Regions from separate parts of the Zea mays genome. Here region 2 is linked to region 1. The links are chromatin contacts, called in public Hi-C maps. All regions are on one chromosome and are shown on one strand. The core of a region is the stretch at or near the end of the contact, and the rest is flanking DNA. Distances in the headings are between cores, read along the strand shown.

Region 1 (7,662 bases), core at 3,773-6,272:
GGGGCCAAATATATTAATTAATTGAAAGCTGGCTGACGCTGCGAAGTAGTACGTGCAACGCAGTATATACCTTGTACTCACTTCCGCTACAGAGTACATACATATATAACACATACACACCGACGCCGTTACCTGTCAGGCCGGCACAGCTGCATAGCTAGCCAGCTAGCTAGGGCACGTACAGATCGATGTGCTGTGTATCGCATGTACTAATGCACAGGGGACCTGAGTAACACTCCTGCCTTGCAGCAGTACGGGGCTGGTCTTTAGATCAGGAACAGGTATACATTGAAGGGTTCGTGCAATTTCCATGGCGCACAGACAAAAACTATTAAATATGTACCGTTATTCAGAGAATCCAAACATAGGCGCGCGCCCGCCCAGGCCCAGGCTCCAGCTCCAGCCTCTCTGCATGCAAAAAGCTGAAAAAAAGCGAGAGAGAGGCTAGTATATTGTAACAACAAACATCTGCTTTCTTCGTTGCAACGGCGCCCTGCCCTGCTTTCTGTCACATCACCTTCATTCAAGGACGACGTGGGTCTCCTTCTCCGTCTATCACATTCACGTCACCCCTGGCCCGGCCCCAATCCTCTCCTCCATTTTTCTATGCCCTCTTCGATCTCTTCCAGCACATAGAATGTTAGGCGACGTTCATAAACTCTCTCTCTCTCTCTCTCTCCATGCCAATAATGGAGAGCGCCCGCGCACACGCGAGAGAGAGAAGAATCCCCACTCCCCAGGGCCGGGGGCAGGGGGCTATTCATCTCATGCATGCATATAGCACACCAAGCAACCTGACACAAACCTTAAAAAACAAGGCTCATATCCAAGATCGAGCACGTTCAACAACAACAACAACAACAAAAAATTCCAATCTCTCTCACACAAATGATATGATAAGAACCAAATTAAAGAACTAAAGAGGAAAAGAAAGTGAAGAAAAAGGAGGAACTCTCTCTCGTCTTAATTTAACTCATGACCTTGTGGTGATCTTAGTTTCTCTGGGTTTGTTGTTATTAGCTTCTCTCTGATCAAACGTATGTGTGCACGTACATATGCCAATGGATCGACGATCGATTACCCTCTGTTTCCTTGTTGCTCAAACGACGAGCTCACTGCTGACGACGAGGAATTGGCAGACCAGTCCAGCATGTCGAACAGTGGATCCAGGTCCTTGGACGTCATCGCTTTCTCCTGGTGCCCACGATGGTCACCATCGCCACCGCTTGGCTTCGCTTCCATGTACTCTCTGGAGAAGATTAGGCTCATGGGATCCGACTCCAGCTCCGCGAGGTCGGAGAAGAAGTCGTCAGATGAGTGGCCGCCGGCCTCCGGGATCATCATCGGCTTGTAGCTCTCACAGCTGAACACCTGGTCCATGAGCTCGATACTGTGGTCTACTGCTGCTGCTGCTGTATCCATGACTTGCCCCAGCGGCGCCTCTGACGACCCAGCTGCCAGAGTCTCCTCTTTCACGACCGCTGCCGGAGAAGCACTGGTTGTCATTGTAGTGATCGTGCTAGTGGTCGTCGTCGTCGTCGTGGTGGTGGCTGGATCCTTGTTGGGCTCTTCCTTGACGTCGGTGTTGGATTGCTGCTGTTGCTTCTCGTTCTTGGAACCTGAGCTGCCGCCGCTGTTCTTGCTGTGGTGGTTCCGAGTTGACCCGGCCAGGGCGTTGCGCTGAGTCGGCCATGGATGGTTGTGCTCGGAGGTGTAGGTGATGACGAGCATGTTGGGGTCATTCCGACTTCGTTCCACTTGCTTCCGCGCCGAGCATCCTTTCGAGCTGCTGCATCTGTAGTACCCTCTGGATATCGTGCATTTCATGAACAAGAACATTATTGAAGTCAGCAAGCATGCACGCACCTTTTTCATCACTAGCTTGCTGTGATATATTGCAACCAGCGTATCTATGTAAGTTTTAATAAATTGCACTTCATATATATCCCGATGAGCCGATCGATCGATCGGGGGCTCATCAGTTTTACATGTATATATGCTTACATATACTTAAACAGTTATTCAAAATCAACAGTGTCGTACTTGATACTCCATCTGTCCAAAAATATAATTCGTTTTAGATTAAATCTACATTCATTAATCAACTTATAAATGTAGTCTATATATGTCTATATTTATTGTCATTAATGCGAATGTGAATAGAAAAAAGGCTGGAAGCCTAGAAAGAATTATATTTTGAAACAGAGAGGTATGATTTATCAGAATTTTTATAATTAGTTTCCCCCGTTCAATCTAGGGAAGATAGTCTGACATATCACATGTAAATAAAAACTGTACAAAAGAGCTTAAAAGTAGATCCAGGTGGGTGTGAGCAACTCCTAACTACGCTTTGCATATAGAATTAAAATCTGGGGGAAAACATGAACGGTTTGGTAATGTGTATGCCTTGGAACACATTAACCCCAAGATAAGGTGCATACTTTGTTATCTGTTGCTGATAATGTAACCGTATCTGTAATTAGGACGACGTGTTGTACACTCCAAAAACAAACGCCAAAATGTCTCATAGAGTGATGAAACAACTAACTACTATAGATATTGGACGCATGAGACTTACAAGCATCCTCCCCATACTATACGTCTTGCTACCTAGCTAGCCAGGTAACCATGCATTAAATTGTCTTTCAAACTGCATCGATCATGCAGCCACAAATAAGAATAATTGTGGAGCTAAGAATTCTATAGCGATGGGCCATAGAGAACTAGAGAAGATAGTTTTGTTTACTCTCTTATAGTAGTAATTTGTAAGCTTCACCTCGAATTTATCACCAGCAGATTATTCAGCTATAGATTAACTGAGCCACATTAACCATTTCTCTTCTATTGGAACAAAATCCCAGCTAATTCGTGGATGTGCTTAACGCATACCTTGGATAAGGAGAACCCTTGATAGGCTTCTGGCCGTACTTCCTCCAGGCCCAGAGATCAGAAGGAACCACCTCTCCAGTTGGTCTCCCCCCTGCTGCTGTCGGCGCTGGGATGCATACCACCTTCCTTGCTTGGTTCTTCCTGCGCAGATGTATTTTCTGATGGCGTTAATATTTGATGAGCATCTGTGATCAAGCAAGTGATAAAATTACAGAGCTACAAGTGCACGAATAATTATCTATTGATGAGGCAAAGGTACTGTTTTTTTTTAAATTAATTGAGGCTTATTACTAGGGTTTCGTAAATCAGCTTTGGAGACTCCAAAGCCGGCCTGTCCGGGGAGAAAACCAGCTAGGTCTAGATGCACATAACCCTATGTACATGTGTAGGCATCGTTGGTCCATCCAGAAATACCCCCCACTGATCACACCATGTGTTCATGATGACTCTCACGCCTCAAATTTCGAGCTGTAGGCAACACTTACGACCTTGCCAATTCCTAGCTAGCACAGCCCGAGGAATCCTTGGAATCCTGCCCCATTTCTTACTCTATTTCTTTTTTTCCATGGAGGTGCAGCGCGCGGAGCACGAGAGAGGAGGAGAAGCAAAAGCAACAGAAAAAAAAAAGAGATCGCAGAACCTTCCCTAAAAATCATCACGAGCTATATACGGAGTAGCAGGTAGCAAACACGCATGCAAGATAAAGACGATGCAACGAAGCTAGCAGATGTGCGTTGGATCCAGGCGGATCTGCCCAACCTGCGCTTGATCCCGCCCGCGGCGCGAGGCGAAGACATCTGCATGTCGACAACGGCGGCGTCGATGGCGCACCCGGCCACCTGCCCGGCCGTGATTCCGAGCTTGACCATGTCTCCGGCTAACGCCGGGTACGGTCGTATCTCCCTCGGCGACAACGGCGACGGCAGCACCACCCTCGGCGTCAGCACTCCTCCAACCGCCGGCATCTGCAACCCCCGCGGCAAGAGAGGCTGCTGCTTCCGGCTCATGTCTATGAGTTGGCCTCCGCCTCCTCCTCTGCAGCCGCTGCCGCTGCCGCTGCCGCCACAGATAGCCGTCGTGTCGAAGCCGACCTTGGCCATCGCGTCCGGCATGGCGTCCAGGAAGTCGGCGCCCGAGGAGTAGTCGGTACTGAACGGGTCCACGAGGCCGGAGAAAGGGTCGGTGCCGAAGACGGCGGCGCAGCCTACTTCCGATGCTGTCGTCGACGAGGGAAGCGGCGGGAAGAGCATCGTCGCGTCCCCCTGGAGCTGCCACTCGTCCGCGGCGGCCGTGGACGGCGTGTCCGCGGCGTTTCCAGGGATGGCTCCGCCGGACCGGACGATGTCCGTGAGGTCTCCGCCGCCGGCCTGGTCGCCCTCCATCCTCGGAAGGAAGTAGTCGCACATGGCTGTAGTATCGTGCGGCAGCTAGTAGTAGCTCCCCTAGGGCGCCCTTTGCCGATCCCTCTCGCTCTCGCTCGCTGCCTCTATAGTGGATGCAAGCGGCTGATGCCAACCGCTCAATAATTCTCTCGCTCCTTTCCAATCAACTGGCACCAAGAAGCTAACGAGGCTAGCTTTCCAAGACCCGTGTGATGCACAGCACAGGAAGCAGCAGCCTGGGTGCATGCATGTGTTGTCACGAAGGAGAAAGAAGGCTGCTAGGGCAGGGACAGCGATCTCTTGAAGTAGTTGCAGGTTGGCCCGATCTGCTTGGGGGTAGCTAATACCAAGCAGGCAAGCGAACCAGCAAGCTTGTTTAGCTTTTGTGGGGGGCAGAAAAGGAGGTAGGGTGGAGGGGAAGCAGGATGTGAGAGATGGGGCTGTGGAAAGTGAGCTATCTTTTCTCCACACCAAGCAAGCAACAGGAGAGAAGAGGGATCGAAAACACAAGAAGAGGAGAGACACACACAGAGAGAGAGAGAGAGAGAGAGAGAGAGAGAGAGAGAGAGAGAGAGAGAGAGAGAGAGAGAGAGAGAGAGAGAGATGGGTAACTTGAGTTGGCTTCCAAGAGAGGACAATAAAGAAGTATGTGAGGGCAGAGAGATGAGAGAGAGAGAGATAGACAGGCATGTCGAGAGAGGGACAGGAGGGCGAGAGTGATGGGTTGTGTGGATTTTGTATTGTTTTCTTCTGGCGATCGATGTGCGTGCATGCATATGCATATGCATAACATATGCTGGCCCTCCGTCCTCCTGCGCCGGTCGATTGACCGACGGACGGACGGATGGAGGCTGACCTTTTCAAGGGCACGGCAGACGGGCGAGGTGCGTGGGGGAGGCCGCGGCCGGTGTGCCACCTCCATACGCAAGGCGGCATGGCCGCGTCGGGCGCCTGTCGCCCTGGCCCTGGCCTGGTAAAAAGAAAAACGGGCCGTGCATATGCCGGCCACCGGGTCCGATCCGCATGCGATGCTACCATGTCCATGCACGGTGAAAAGGCTGGAACCGTCCCCGGCCGGAGCCGGACCTCCCTGAGCTGATCTAGCTCGCTCGCGTCGGACGCCTGTCGTCTCTGTCTCCTCTTCTTTTTAACCCACTGACGGACGGAATGACCGAGTCCGCCGCACACGCAACCTACTTGCACCACTCCGTTACTCAGGCCTTCTTCATGGCATGCGCAGCGCAGGCCGGCCGGGCGACCCGACCGATCTGATCGCCAAGCACGCACGCTCTGGATCGACCTGTGTGCATGCACGCTGCTGCTGCATGCACACACAAGAATTTTGCATCATGTGTTCCGTTCTGTGGATGTACTATATACACCATCAATAGAGCAGTTATCTACTGGCGTTTATTCATGTGCAAATAGTCCACGATTATATGCATGGTTGTGCGTCGTCGTCGTCTATCAGCATCGGCGTCAGGGGGTGAAGGAGAGACGGAATCGCCCACGTACGCATATGCGGCGGCTACAGTGTGGCGCATAGTCGTGCGTACTTTTGGTCGTTTCACCACAGGACATATGCGAGCGCATGCATGTGTGCCGAGTACTGTGATCTGAAATGGCATGGCCTTTTGTCTTCTATGCTATGAGCCGAGGCCTAGCCGATCGAGGCGGCCAGCCGCGCTGCCATGCACACCGAACTGGCTTTGTGCGGTGTGCTACTATATATATATATATATATATATATATATATATATATATATATATATATATATATATATATATATATGCCGAACGGTACTGTGAATGCTTGTGAATAATTGCAGCCAGCGCCCCAGATACCGATCGGCAGCATCAACACATGCCTGGATATATACGCAGCCGTATAGCGTATACTGGGAACACATGGTTTGAGATTAATTCTTGTGTAAGCGTATGATGGTGTGCAGATTAGAGATAGCAATGAGTATCCACAACCCGATACCCGATGGATATTTACTACATTAAGATGTGTATATGTGCTAAATATTTTACTAATGAGTTTTTTTTTGGAAAAAAAACTTTCATCCAATGGATAAACGAATATTATAATGTTCCGCCGTCACTCATACCCGTTAAACCGTGGGTATAAACTACCCGGTATAAACTTGGTCCAAAAACATGAACTTAGGATACAATCATCCATCTTTTGACTATTTCACACCCTTTTGAGCAATAATGTCATGGAAGGCTTAACAACTATTCGACGACGACCATGTAATGGAACATGTATTGTGTTATGTGGTACTATCCTAATGTTGCTACTTTATCCAATTATCTGTGGTGATGTTGTATGTAAGATTGAATAATTGAATAATGCTAGAATTTTTGTGATGGTATTTAGATGGATATATACTTGTACAATATATTATTTTGATATATGTTTAATCTTTGTGGGTACGGATATCCCGATGGGTGACCCATACCCACATAAAGTACGAGTATGGAGGTAAATACATACCCACAAGTAGATATGGGTGACTCAACTGGTTTATTTTTTCTCTTGGGTATGTGCATAGGATAGTAATACCCGATAGACATTTACCTATTGCCGTTTCCAGTGCATATGTTATGCCATATATGTTAGCGTAACATGATCTACCATGCTAGACGATTATTTTCACATAGAAAATTTTGTTATGCCACTCTCGTAGATGTGACAATATTGTTTTTTCCCTAACAGGGAGTGATGTAAAAAAACTCAAACTTTTTTTTAAAAAAAATTATACGACGTCACATAAAGATGAATTGTATGAAATGTAACAATTTATTGTTCAGTTTTTATTTGAGCTATCTAAGAAGCTAATAAAACAATACTATAAAATTTCAGCACGATAATAATGGCGTACAAGCGCTTGTCTTAAAAAAATACTACTATACTTGTATCTGATAAAGATATTTTTTATACGAAAGCTATCACTCTCCATACGATCTATAACTTTATAGTTTTGAGTTTTTACATTTGAGGTAGTTAAGACGACATAAATTAATATAAAGTTTCATCAACATAATAATAGCATACCAAGAATTAAGATGACAACTTTCTTGTATGACATGTTTAATTTTTTAGTTACGAGGTTACTCATTTGAGATATAGTTAAGGCGCTAAAAATAATAAAATTTTAAAAGATGATATTAATCGTGTACCACTATTTTCTATATTTTTAGAAAAAAACATTTCTTTCTTATGTGATGTAGATAAATATACTTTTAAAATGAAAAGTGTATATCTTACGAGAAGTTACACATTTAATATAAAAGTTATATTTATCTAATATTATATTAGAAATACATAACATCGTCATGATTGGTTTGCAGAAAAATAACTATTATTTCGAATTTAAAATAT
Region 2 (7,662 bases), core at 1,573-4,072, 520 kb after region 1:
AATAAACCTTTTTTTTTTTAAAAAAAAGAAGATTTCTCTCTCTCTCTCTCTCTCTCTCTCTCTCGGCTTTATTTATGTAGGTGTCGATCTCAGGACCGACGAACAGCTTCCTTCGGTTTCTTTGTTAAGGTTTGTGTCTGCTCAGGAGTGTTGTCGGACACCCTACAGGAATCAAGGTTCCAACCAAAACCTGATCCTCTCTCAATTTTGTTCTCGGAACTATAGCATATTTTGCACCGTGGTGTGCTGTTTTTTTTATAGAACTGACGAAGCAGGCGGTTGATTTCCAAATCCAAACGTGAGGTCTCTGAGATTCCGAGTTATGCACATAATATTAAATATAGTAGTATAGTACAAGTACTGTACTTGTTGACACAAGACTGATGAACAGCTAGCTAGCTAGCTTCGGTTCTTTGTCAATGGCTGTGTCGTCGTCGACAGCTTAATTAGGAGTGTCGTTGTCGGACACCCTACATACAGTAACAATCAGGATTCCAACACGGAAAAAGAAAAGAAAAATCCGATCTTCTAATATATATTTGTTCTCAGAGGAAATATACTTAGTATACTTCGCATGTGCGCTGTATGCGTTACTTGTTTTTTAGACGGGCGAAGCAGCTAGGCTAGGCACCTTGATTTCCAAATCCAAATGCGTGTGGTGCGTGACTGCGTGAGCTATCAGTAGTTCAGTACTAGCTAGCATATACTTGTGTACACACGTACTAGTACCTTCTCGTTGACACGATCGAGCAGGATAACACCCTTTCTCTGTTTCTCAGCGTTTCTACCAAAATACTAGTTTTTTTTACAAAAAAAAAAAGGCGACGTGGCAGCGGCCGTTCACCTGTATGCAGCCGTGTGTTCATCAGCTCATGCATGCATGTAGTTGGCTGGTCAAAGCATCCTCCTCCTGCTAAATTCGGCAGCAGCTAATCAGGCCTACACTACACTGCTACTCAAGGTTTCGCTTTCACGAAACACCTTTCGCTTTGAGAGGTAAGAACTCCGACCTGACTCGACTCTCTGAAGTGATCAGCTAGCGCTGTGCTTATTGGATGATGCGTTGATTGGCCGAGCCTTCGTGCCTTCGTGCGCTGGCTGTGCTGCTGCCTGTGTCCATCTGTTCTAGCGGATTGCAACAACAGGTTATACACATTGCGTGCTAGTGCTAGCACCGGTAATCGAGTGGTCGTCTGGTCGAGAACGAGGTTTGGACTTAATCTGCGAATCAGATCGTTGCTGTTTGATCAACGACTGGAGGTGCCGTACGGAAGGGGGGTGGGGGGAACGGGTAGGTAGTCTCCTTTCATTTTTCTGCTACTGTTTTTTTTTCAACAGTGACGACTGACGAGCAGGTAGTAGTACTAGTCTAAGACTCTAGTAAGTAGCTCGATTCGATACGACGAAATCAAATATATATAGAAATGGTTGCACAGGACAAAAAAATATAAACATGAGCCCGAGAAAGTACGTTTTAGAGTACAATCGTTTTTTTTTTGTCACGATGCAGTGCAACTTGTTTAATGTCTATGGGCTGTTGATACCAACAGCTTAACTAGTACAGGGAATGGGAGGATAAATCAAATAATTTGAGTGGTGCGTACCAAATGCCAGCACTTGTGCCCTTATTAAGACAATGTGAAACTACCAAATCTGACGACGGTGCAATATGTCAACTGGAGTACTACATAATCAGCGCATATTTTTTCTTCCTTCTGATGCGTTACTGTGTCGGTGGAATGTACGCGAAGGACAGCCGGTGGTGGAAGGAGAAAACACGAAAATTGGTTTTGGAAACGTCCAGATTAGCTGTAGATTTTTGACACCTTCACTTATCCACTTGCTCTTGTCCGTACCACACAGGAACTTTTATTGAAGTACTCACTCCGTCCAAAATTAAATTTCGTTTTAGTTAATTATTGCGTACAATGTATATGTTTTATATGAGTATGGGTTCATCGTTATCCATTTAAACGTAGACATAAAAACGCAGAGCTAAAACGGCTAATAACCGAGGGAGTATTAGGTACTGCTAGTGTAAGAAGCACAGAACAAACTGGTCATTTAGCTACCCTCTGTTACCAGGTCAATTGCAGCCCAGCTTATAATTCCTCAAACGTGCAGTGCAGTGCAGCGAGTATGAAGGAGCCTGGAAAAGCGCTGTATATTGATGCGAAGTTTTGCGCACAGTGGTACGGAGGCGGACTGCTCCAATAGATTTGATCCTAAGCAAAGTGTCCAACTTGCTCTCTGTCCCCCGCCATTTATGCTGATTTTGACGAATCGGGGTGGGGTGAAAAAAAAACCCCGATATTTATCCATCATCGTCGTGCTTATTCTTCGTTTTCGCAAACAAACATGCTTTAGCCCATAAACCCACGGCCTGATGCAACCAATGTCGCGCGCTTGTCCAAGTGACGGCACACCAAGCAATCACACATGTCCAGTCGCGATGCCAGTCGGCGCCCGCGCGGCCACCTCGGACACCCAGCTGGGCAAGCAAGGGCCACGGGGCCCCACTGAGATCGCGCGATGGCCCCCCTCCGGCCTCCGCATTTGTTGGGAATTCGACCCGGGGAACGAACGAACGAACGCAGGCAGAGGCTCTGAGATCTGACAGTCTGACAGGGGGGGTTTGGTTGGTGAGGGGCCGCGCGCGAGCGCACACGGCCGCGCTCTGTGTTGTGTCACCTGTCGCGCGCTGTCGGCGTCGCGCACGTCAAGGGCGCGCGCGACCCGCACCCGGCATCTCACCGTGGGGCCGCGCGCGTGCGTTCGTGTATATATACGCCTGGCCGTGCCACTGTCCTGGCTGCAGCTCCGCACAGGTCCCTGGCACAGGGCGAGGCACTGTCACGCACGGAATCGAGCAATCGATCACACAGAGACACAGGTCAGGAGCAGGAGCTCGAGGTGTCGCCGCGCGGCAGCAGCAGCAGCAGCAGCAGCTTGGGACTCGGGACAGCCATGGGGAAGGGCCGGGCACCGTGCTGCGCCAAGGTGGGGCTCAACAAGGGCTCCTGGACGCCGGAGGAGGACATGCGCCTCGTCGCCTACATTCAGAAGTACGGCCACGCCAACTGGCGCGCCCTGCCCAAGCAAGCAGGTACGGACGGCGGCGCGCTGGATTCCTTGTGCACGTTGCATGCATGGGACTCGGAGTTCGCTCGGCTCTAATGGTTGTCTCTTAATTCGATTCCACAGGTTTGCTGCGGTGCGGGAAGAGCTGCCGGCTGCGGTGGATCAACTACCTCCGCCCGGACCTCAAGCGCGGCAACTTCAGCGCCGAGGAGGAGGAGACCGTCATCAAGCTCCACGGCTTGCTCGGCAACAAGTGCGTTCCGACTTGGAGGACTTCAGCTCCCTGACTCTGCTGCACTCGGCCGGCCATGACGTCGTCGAGGCTGATCGAGTTCCGTTTGGGTTTTGTTTCTACTACTAGGTGGTCCAAGATCGCGTCGTGCCTGCCGGGCCGGACGGACAACGAGATCAAGAACGTCTGGAACACGCACCTGAAGAAGCGGGTATCGCCGTCCGGCGGGGAGGAGGAGCACGGCGCCGCCGGGTCCAACAAGAACAAGAAGAAGAAGAAGAAGAAAGCCGCTGGCGGCGCCGAGGAGCCGCTCCCGTCACCGACTCCGTCTCCGTCGCCGTCCTCGTCCACCACGACGACGGCCAACTGCTCCAGCGGCGACTCCGGCGAGCAGCAGAGCAACACCAGCAAGGAGGCGGACGACGACGAGCTGGACCTGGAGAACCTCGAGATGATGCCCATGCTGGACGACGACCCAATAACCTTCGGCTTCGACATGCTGGTGGACCCCGTGCCAGCGCCGTACGGCCCGGCCGTGTCCGCGTTCGCGTCGGCGTCCAGACCCACGTCGCCCTGCGCCTCGTCCACGTCCCCACCGCCGCCGCCGGGCTGCGCGCCGCTCGGCGTGGACGACCTGCTCGTGCTGCCAGAGATCGACATCGACCAGGAGCTGTGGAGCATCATCGACGGCAACGGCGACGGCGGCGGCGACGGAGGAGGCTCCGCTTGCGCCGTGTCTGCCGAGACATCGGCGCCGTGCTGCCAGAGCAATGCGCCGGAGCCGACGACGAACGGCGCCTGCGCGACCAGCCACCACGGAGCGGCGGAGGAGGAGGGAAAGGAGTGGTGGTTGGAGGACCTGGAGAGGGAGTTGGGCCTGTGGGGCCCCGTGGACGTGGAGGACTACCACTACCAGTACCCAACGGGCCCACATGGTCTGGTGGCTAACCACCCGGACCCGCTTCCTGCCATGGTGGACGACCCGGTGTCCTGCTACTTCCAAGCGGGCCCCGCCTCCGCCGTGCTCCAGGAACCCGGGTACTCGGTGACTAGTAGTAGCAACCTGATGGGGTTGTGAGATTTATCGTTCGTCGTCGTCGTTTTTTTTTTATTTTTTTTAGATAGCAGAACAGAAATCCTGAACAAACGGATCGTATTGCTTGCTTGCACAATGATTGTACAAGTGCATAGCTCAGAGGAGCATAAACTCAATACTAAACCGCCGGCGGCGTATTATTATAAGTACATAATAATAATAATAATAATAATAATAATAATAATAATAATAATAATAATAATAATAATAATAATAATAATAATAAAAAGGGAGATCAGTTAGGCTAGTGTGCACATATACAGAAGAGCTAAAAAGATGCTGTTTTTGGTCAGGCGCGCAGTAGATTGACAAAAAGGAGTCAATATTTCCGGTACTCACTGAGTTTACCCGAGATGATGCAACTTCTTCGGACCCAGTTTGTTTCCTTATAGAGTTATACGTGTAATCCAGCTTATGGATAATCTGTTTTATTTATTTGACTCTTTAATTGTTTAAGTTGGATTACTATATAATCTAAGGGCTGGTTCGGGAACTCCATTTTTTCAAAGGATTTCTATTTTTACAAGGAAAATTAGTTCGCTTTCCCTTGGAAAAATGAAAATCCTATGAAAAAATTGAGTTCACAAACTAGTCCTAAACTTAAACAAACAGGCCTTACTACCTTCATTTGCCGGTTGGAAGTTGGTATATGCTAAACTTATACAATAATGGAGGGTATGGATGACGTCAGCGTGATGCATGCGCTGTGATCACCGGGTTCCCACTGCCATTTTAACCCGGCCGGTCCAACCGCTGCGCCTTCGTAGACTACTACGCACGCAACGGACGTCCAGTTGTGTCGTGCCTTTTTTGACTATAGCCTTTCCTCTCGCATTTCATCGCACCCGTCTCTCGTGTGTGTGTGTTTGTTTTTTCCTACTCGATGTGCCGTAGTCTTGTTCACACACTCCACGGGCCATGCCTCTTTTTTTTTTAATTTGGTCGAGCAAGTTGCGTATATACGTCACCATAAAACACGATAAGGAAGTAGGTTACCTAACAAAAAACAACACCAAGAGGGAGGTACGTGTGTGTCAAATGTCATGATTGGATCGTCGTAACTCGCACGCTCAAGATCGCCGTAAGTCGCAAAATTTGTCGCGAAACAAGAGGCCGCAAACGAGGATGGCATACCACCGTTGACGGTTCTGCTAAGGAGCACCAAAGACGGAAAATAAGGGAAAAAAAATTGTACATCCCCACAGAAAATAAGGGGAAAAAATTATGTACATTTCAGATGTAAACACACTCTTTTACAGCCCCTTGTATCCATCACTTGGAGGTCCACAAAAACGGATCAAAATTTGCAAATTAACTCTTTAATAACTTGTTTTTCTTCTATTTATATGGACCACCACTGGATGTTGTACAAGAAATTCTTTGCGTACTGGATGCAAAGAATTTTTCCCCGAAAATAATTATGTACATTCCAGATGCAAACACCTCTGATATGTAAAAGGGATTATTTGCGTCCCGGATGCAAAGAATTTTTTTCCCTAGCAGTAGCTTTTGGACTTTTTTGACTTAAATGTTGATTTTCTGCCTCGAATGCTGATCGAATGGCCATCGCCAAAGCAGAAGCGTGCGACAAAATGGTGTGCGGAAACTCTTGCCAGGTCTTCTGCTCTGCCTGCGGCAAGGTCATCGGTGGTAAAGATCAATTGAACGCCTGATGATAAATGCAGCACGCCCAATTGGTTCAACAGTCAGTCAGATGCCCCAAACGCCGAGCACAAAAACTTGGAGGTAACGGAACCTAAGCAACAGCACGATTTCGATTTGTATAAGAGAAGTGAATTCTGGGGTGCCGGAACCTAAGCATGTCGCTTTGCATGATCAGTGCTGTAATAAGTGGACTGTAGAAGCGTTCATCGATCTTCATGAATGATCTTCAATGAGCCTTTTATTATGATGGTGAAAACAGTTCGAACTCACGTAACTGACCAGCACAGCCACCCTATAAAATCGGGCCCTAGTTCACCAACATACTACCCCAACTGAGCCAAACAGAAAGAGAGAACAAATCTTCAGTCGCTGCAAGCCTTCAACCCGTGCTAACTGTGCGGGAAAGAAAAAAAAACATGAAGATGACCTGCGGCAGAACGTCCCCCGTCGTTGCTGCCGTCCTGGTGGCGCTCGCCGTCGTCGCCGCGGCCGTCGGCCCGGCGCCGAAGCGGAGAGGCCAGGAGATCCACCTGTTCGAGGCCACGGTCCGCTTCCCGGACGACGGCGTGGACGAGCTCGACTACAACTACCGCCTGCTCGCCAAAGTGCTCGGCAGGTCGCATGCATGGCTCATGGACCTCTCCATTCTCCATTCTCCTCCAAGACTCAAGCAACTTTATCTCCCTGTTTTTTACCCTGTGTTTTTTTTGCTGGACGACCTCAGCGTCGAAGCAGCGCGGAGAGCAACGTACGACAGTGAGCTCGGGGTATTCAGCGCGCTCATCACCAACAACCAGGGCCGTCGGCTGTCAAGTGAGCTAAATCCGTATCAGTCCATATATGCTACTGTTAATTATATAACAATTTTGGATATAAAAGAACTGACGACGTGAATTTCAACGTATTGGCGTCCATCAACATGGTTCTCAATCCTCAAATGAGCAGAAGTACCAGGCGTGCTGAAGGTCACACGACTGGAGGACCCTCCTTCGCTTCCGGAGACGGACGGCCATCTCTGAAAAAAACTTAGTGCTATAGGGTCGACAATAACTGCAACCATGTTCGTTGAAATTGCAGCAGAGTGTATTGTACTTGCATGGTATGGCACTGGCGCAGAGTAAAGCGTGCCCCACTTCCTGCTCTAAATAAGTGAGAGCATCAGCGTGGCTTGCTCATCGTTATAGTAGAACATGACATCGTTATAGTAGAACATGACCTCGCATCACATCAACTAAACATCTGGCTTTCCTACGGAGGGAGGCAAAGCAGACTTTTGCAATTGTCGAGGAAGGTTAGATGAACCCTTTTTTTAGGAACGTATCTGGTACAAATCAACCCCTCCACCCCTCTATGCAAACTTCTAATCTGAACCACATAAACTTTCTTTCCTTTCGGCTGACGAAGGTGGGTCATGACTCATGATATCGTTACTAGAGAGAGAGAACAAAAAAAATACTGAATTAACTGGGAAAATTGAAGATGCAGGTAACCAGCAAGAACATTCAATATTCCAATGACAACAGTCACTCAAACCACAGGTCCGACCATCGGGAACGCCAAGTTAAAATTTGAAACCATATAACCAAAC

Evidence for each region. A called contact is a pair of places that touch in the nucleus more often than the background predicts.
Region 2: a Hi-C map of bundle sheath shows a contact between it and region 1, with 3 times the contacts expected there. The contact joins the promoter of LOC100285029 here to the promoter of LOC103645995 in region 1. A contact is called at or near these places in 2 of 25 Hi-C or Micro-C datasets (bundle sheath and ear).

What each region holds. Positions count from the first base shown.
Region 1 is chr2:13,314,938-13,322,599 of Zm-B73-REFERENCE-NAM-5.0, forward strand. It overlaps LOC103645995 (probable WRKY transcription factor 14), which reads right to left and starts at 5,023. Exons shown (of 3, transcript XM_008670735.4): 1 at 3,649-5,023; 2 at 2,890-3,030; 3 at 796-1,807. The coding sequence starts at 4,295. The coding sequence ends at 1,078.
Region 2 is chr2:13,835,594-13,843,255 of Zm-B73-REFERENCE-NAM-5.0, forward strand. LOC100285029 reads left to right here and starts at 2,823. Exons shown (of 3, transcript NM_001372162.1): 1 at 2,823-3,106; 2 at 3,205-3,334; 3 at 3,443-4,557. The coding sequence starts at 2,968. The coding sequence ends at 4,391. It overlaps LOC103646002, which reads left to right and starts at 6,124. Exons shown (of 3, transcript XM_008670745.4): 1 at 6,124-6,690; 2 at 6,799-6,887; 3 at 7,020-7,284. The coding sequence starts at 6,491. The coding sequence ends at 7,093. LOC103648421 (E3 ubiquitin-protein ligase RNF14) reads right to left here. Exons shown (of 7, transcript XM_008672896.4): 7 at 7,636-7,662.